Linked DNA regions of Mus musculus: region 1 is linked to region 2. The links are chromatin contacts, called in public HiChIP or PLAC-seq maps. All regions are on one chromosome and are shown on one strand. The core of a region is the stretch at or near the end of the contact, and the rest is flanking DNA. Distances in the headings are between cores, read along the strand shown.

What was found. HiChIP or PLAC-seq counts read pairs in DNA pulled down with a chosen protein or histone mark.
Region 1: an H3K27ac HiChIP or PLAC-seq map of embryonic stem cells shows a contact between it and region 2, with 13 read pairs. The contact joins the enhancer-like site here to the promoter of 1700071G01Rik in region 2. A contact is called at or near these places in 1 of 15 datasets of contacts at CTCF or cohesin (the NIH/3T3 cell line), 6 of 484 Hi-C or Micro-C datasets (the AML12 cell line, CD4 T cells, embryonic stem cells and 3 more), 5 of 115 datasets of contacts at active chromatin or transcription factors (effector CD8 T cells and embryonic stem cells) and 2 of 9 other capture datasets (adipose tissue and pancreatic islet).

Annotation. Positions count from the first base shown.
Region 1 is chr5:73,209,449-73,212,281 of GRCm38.p6, reverse strand. The region is part of intron 2 of Fryl (FRY like transcription coactivator); the gene reads left to right. Among named protein-coding and RNA genes, the nearest start is that of Fryl, 46 kb to the left of the region's middle. Within about 2 kb of position 1,416, at least 72 of the 459 cell types and tissues checked have an H3K27ac peak or open chromatin away from gene starts, as enhancers often do. A contact at or near this core is called in adipose tissue, effector CD8 T cells and embryonic stem cells, where this site is marked.
Region 2 is chr5:73,155,416-73,158,385 of GRCm38.p6, reverse strand. It overlaps 1700071G01Rik (a long non-coding RNA gene), which reads right to left and starts at 1,368. Exons shown (of 2, transcript XR_377011.4): 1 at 1,194-1,368; 2 at 508-689. All of the region lies in intron 3 of Fryl (FRY like transcription coactivator), which reads left to right.

The DNA of each region.
Region 1 (2,833 bases), core at 167-2,666, 54 kb before region 2:
GTGTGTGTATGGCAGGCAGTATCCGCGTTCTGGGGAAGCCAGAACACTAGGTGTTCAGTTTTCACGTGGCAGAGAGTGACCAATAAAGCCATAAGGACGGAGCGTATTGGCATGAACCTGTGCTTTTCCCGGCCCTAGGACGGCATCGGAAGGATCACCCTCCCGACTGATTTCTAGATTAACAGTGATCCTTTGCGTATTAGTAAGGCAGGTTTACTCGGCCCTCAAGCGGGATTTTGTTTGTATATCAGGGCCAGTCAGCAATGTTTCTTCTGTGACAAGATGGGACGGTTGCTCGTTAGTGATAGCCTGCAAAATGACTTTATTTTTTGTTTAAAAAGAAAAAACCCTTCTCGGTTTCTGCTCATTCACACCTTAGTCCTCTCCTTGTCTCCTTTCCCCCTCTTTCTTCTTCTGAATGAGTCTGCTGCTTTGACTGCATTGTCGTGTCTTAGTATTCCCTAACCGGGCCACTGATGACAGCTGTGTCTGATGAGGCCATTTTTCTGGACTCATAATGGAAATTTTTTTTGTTGAGGGGTGACGTTTGCTGATTTTCTTTTACGTAAGAGTTTTCAGATATTAACCTTTTCGTTGCTTTGGCCTACCTATTGAATTAAAGAACTGCTTTTTGTCTGTTAGTCTTTCTGGATGTAATGAAGGGGATGTGTGGTTATGAAAATTTTGGTTCCTTACCAGATGGGTTTATTTTTGGGATCTGAGATGTAGGAAAGCAGAAACCTTTTAAACCCTTTAAAAAAGCAAAAGGACATATTACAGTGTTTTAAACATTCTGACGTTAGCAGTAGTATCTTGCTTATATTAAGGTCAAACATTATAATGGAAGTTTTATAATGAACTTTGCTTAAGATGAAATTAGGATTTTTGAGACTTAGCTTCTGGGAATAGGATTTTAGAGTTTTCAAAAATGATTTTGAAACATTAGGTGTCCATAGGTAAGAAACAAATTCCCATGTGCTGCTGATCCCCACTAATATTGCTTATGGTTTAGAGTGATAAAGGAAGTTTTTCTTTAGAAAATGGCAAGTCTACAAAGCTGACAAATGCTGTGTAGCTCCTGGTTCGATGGGTTTGTAAAGGCTTCACGAGTAAGATCAACGAGATTGCACTCCAGGTAGGGCTTGTGTAACTGGCAGCCATGCCGAAGAAACCTGCCAAGGTGGGAGACATGAGTCAGGTCCTCCCTTGGCCCTCTCCAAGTCTCCTCTCTGCCCCCCATTTATAGAGCCACACCCGAATTAGTTTTTAGTACAATCACAGTGTGACTTCAGAAGCACGGCCTATTAAAAAGATGGCTTTTGTTTCTTGTTTTCCCAACAACCTCATTTACACATTGTAGAATGTTCTCCCACAGCGAGGTCTAGAAGGATGGTCTGAGAACCGGGTGAGTCATACACTCCAGGGCACACTCTGCAGGGAGACCCCAGTTCTAGTTTCACATTTGCCTGCCCTCCGTGTAGGGTGTGGCTTGATGGTCGGATGGGCTGCTCCCATGCTCTCCTCTGCTCCTGGCGCCCAGTTTCCAGAAGGCCTCAACAGCATTGCTTTACGGCTCACATTTCTCCAATACATCTTCCAGTTAATATTTAATTTTGCCTACTGATTCCAGGGTATGTCAAAATCCTCAGTGAGAAGAGCAACGTAAGCCCAGAAGTGAAGCTGGTCCAGAGACCACACTCGAGGCGTTTATTCAGATGACTGAATTTTAGGACACTGAGCCAAGGACCAAATAGTGTCTCAACACTGAGCGTGGAGTAAGGCAGAGGGGTCCACAGAAGATGACTCGAGTGGACAGGTTTTCATATAAGCCACAGCGACGACAGCTGATCCCTCCAGGGCTAGCCAGGCCCACCCTCCAAGGTGGACGCAGCCGACGTGTGGACAGTCACGGTGTTGAGGCTGTTAGTGGCCTTCTTCAGAAAGCATGTGCTGTAGACTGGAGCTCACATTTAAGAATCATGGCTGAAATGCCACGGCCGCTTCCCTTCATGACAACGTTGGTCCACCAGACTTGAATAATTAGATCTCAACAACAAGGATTGGATTTAGTCTGTGAAATATAAAGTCATCTCTGACTCGCCGGTCACAGCATGGGTTCTTTTAGTTTCTTTGGTTTTGAGAGTTCTGATCACACGAGAACGTATTGGGGTCACAGAATGTGATGTAAATCCACCCAGCAGCGTATTCTGTTAAGAGAGCCAGACGTTCAGTATTTCAGGGTCATTCACCAGTGTTCTTTCTCTCAGTTCCCCTGTCTGTAAAGTTGAACATGTGCAAAGGTTGTGGTTAGCTGGATTAAAATGAAGGCGTGCGTGTGGAGCGCCAGCCGCAGCTCGTCCCGCCTAGTGGGCTGTCGGTGACAGGTGCTGGTTTTCTTGTTGTGCTCTTAATTAGCTTGAATTTCTAGGGTGTCATTTCTTAGGGTGCAGTGAACCAACTCTGAATTCTCCACTCCTGTATTTGTAGCTTTCTTAGACCAAAGTTAGCCACCGTGAAGGGCGGAGTCGGAGGGGTGTTGCTGACTTCCATTCAGGGGTGGGGTGGGGGTTCTCCCAGTTACGGGTTGTGCTCTGTAAGAGGAGAATTCAGTTTTGTGGCATGTTTTTTTTTTTTTTTTTTTTTTTTCTCTATATGGTCAAATGTAGTGACCAAATCAACTCGGAATGTTTTGTTACTAACTTTGAAATTCGTTATTTTCTGTGTAGGGGATGTTGATCTGAATAAATTACTGATTATCTTTTACAAATTTCTAGGGAGGAACCGCTAATCTGTACTCAGCACAATCCTTTCTTTCATAAACGTGGGGAGGAGG
Region 2 (2,970 bases), core at 119-2,618:
TTCCATTTTTTATTAGGTATTTAGCTCATTTACATTTCCAATGCTATACCAAAAGTCCCCCTTACCCACCCACCCCCACTCCCCTACCCACCCACTCCCCCCCTTTGGCCCTGGCGTTCCCCTGTACCGGGGCACACAAAGTCTGCGTGTCCAATGGGCCTCTCTTTCCATACATATGCAGCTAGAGTCAGGTGACAGCAGATGCTGGCGAGGATGTGGAGAAAGAGGAACACTCCTCCATTGTTGGTGGGATTGCAGGCTTGTACAACCACTCCCTCTCATTTTTTAAGACAGAGTTTCTCGGTGTAGCCCTGGCTATCCTGATACTCGCTCTGTAGACCAGGCTGGCCTTGAACTCACAGATATTAGCCTGCCTCTGCCTCCCGAGTGCTGGGATTAAAGGGTGCTCCACTGTTGCCTGGACAAATTTCCCATATTGTTGCATACTTATATTGCAGGTAGCCTCCAGAGTGGTGTAGAATAATGAAGCAGAAATCAGTGTCTTCATTTTGTTTCTACATTTAATAGAAATCGGTTTTATGCCTCAAAGCCTGTGTTACACAGCTTTTCATCGTAATGCCTGAGCCAATTTCTTATAAAGAGAAAGGGTTTGTTATGGTTCCTAGAGCGTGGCTGGATTAGCCCACTGTTTCTAGGCCTCTGTTGGAGTCACATGGTAAAGCAGAAACCTAGAAAGGAAGAGGGAGGGAGTAGTCAGAGACCCACGGTTCCCTAGGGAGTGCTTCTGGTTCAGCCACTGTGCCACCCCTCAATCGTGCCACCCTTTGAACCAAACCCATAACACACTTAACATCTAAGCTGTAGCCTTCCGATCCCAGCCCCAGAGGTTTCTAATCTATGTCACAGTGAAAACTGTGTTCCAACATTTCCCTAAAGTCCAAATTCATGGTCTCTTCTGAAGCTGAAGGCAAAATCAACCCTCATCTCCTGCCCCCCCCCCTTCCAAATCAAACTGAAATATATATTGCTAAGTTACATGTCTGGGCAGGCACAGAATGAGCTATTTCAGAAGCCAGCAATAGGAAGAAAATGGTTAAGAGGGGCTGGCCCCAGGCAAGGCTAGATAGGCAGCAGAGCAAGCATTAAATCCCAAAGCTCCTCATGGAGGACCTGGGGCCCGTTCTGGGGAATGGTTCCCAAGGGTCTGGTTTGCCCTGTCTCACGGGCCTCACTCATTGCGTAGGGCTTATCTCTTGGACAGGTTTCTCAGGTTGTCTGCAGCTTCCCGTAGTAGGTGTTGTTCTATGCCAACATCTGTGCATCCTTGCACTATCAAGACTTGGCAGTCTGCCCTGCTGTGCACTAGGTGAAGGGTCTTACTGCTCACTCTTTGACCCTCTCAGACTGTCCTTCGGAATCTTGGTGGAAGCTGCTAGGGTAACTGTAACTTTTGCATTCCAAGTGCCCGCTCAGCCACCATCATGTGGGTGGTGCCAAGTTCTACTGTCAGTACCAGCTGTACCTGGGCCTGCTGAAACCACAGCCATAGCAGCCTTGGAACATTTTACAGGGCATTTGTGGAGGGCACCCCCTCTCCCCGGCTCTGTTTTGAAAAGCACTCTACCCAGGAAAGTCCTTGAAACAAATTTGCAGTGCTGCATTTCTAAGCTCGTGTTGGTCAGTGGCCTTGTAAACCAGTGGCTTCTCGGTGCCTTCGTTGGGTCTAGCGACCACACCCTGCTTAACTGGACTGTGGCATGCACTGCTTTTCTGTCCGAGCTGTAAATTTCCCACGTTTACTTTATTTGAGATCAGGGCTTACTGTGTGGCGCAGACAGTGAGCTTACAGTCCTCCTGCCTCAGCTTTTATCCCAGACCCTTTCCAAATCCATGCCTTTCTCTTTTCTTGTTAATACCGCCTGAATCTGTTCAGTGCTGTTCCTACACACGTGGGTGTGGTGCCAGCCACTAGAGCATTGGCAACTCCCCAAGAGCCACGCCCCAAAGAGAATTGCCTCTCACTGCCCCAGCATCACCTGCCCAGGGCTGTCTGCTAACTGTGGGGCCTCATGATCACCTTCCCCAACCCAACCTCCAGCATCTTCATTAAATACTGCCTTATCTCCGGGGTTTAGAATGGTTTCTGAGCCGAGCTTCCGAGGTCGGAGTCAAGAGCATTGTAACTGGAAGCCTCTAGCAGAGTAAGTAGTGGGGGTCGTCTTAGTGGGGGTTGTCTTCCTCGTCTTCCTCGAGCTTTAGTCTATAGAATCTTTCTGTGGTAGACTTCAGGTGAAAAACATGGATCACACGCCAGAGCTGCCCCAGGGCTTCTATGTTTAGAAACTGTTTTTGGTGGGAATAGTTTAGATGAGGATAAATAAACATTTTCGAAACGGCTGTTGGTAGAACAAGCGCAGGTTTTAGTTTTGCTATCTGTTATGGCTGAATGAGAAGAGAAACACTGAACTAACTAGTAAGGGGAAAATGATTTCATTCACACACGATAGAAGCAGAGTATTGAGGGGTTAGAATTAATAAGCTATGGATGCATGTTCTTAGCGGGGAACATACCAGCTTCTGAATATGGACTTTAATTAATTAATTAATTAATTTCCGTTAATTATTTTATTTATTTACATTCCAAATGTTCCCCTCTCCTAGTCCCCCTTCCCAGAGTTGTTCTCATCATCCCTCCTCCCCTTTGCCTCTGAGAGGTTGCCTCCCCCCAGCGCCCTTCCCAGTGTGCATCAAGTCTCTACAGGATTAGGTTCACCCTCTCCCACTGAGGCCGGACAAGGCAGTCCTCTCTGCTACGTATGTGCCCAGGGCCACAGACCAGGCTGTGTGTGCTCTTTGGTTGGTGACTTAGTCTCTGGGAGCGCCCAGGAATCTGGGTTAGTTGACACTGTTGGTCTTCCTATGGGGTTGCCATCCCCTTCAGCTCTTTCAATGCTTCCCTTAACTCTTCCATAGGGGTCCCTGGCCTCAGTCCAATGGTTGGCTGTAAGG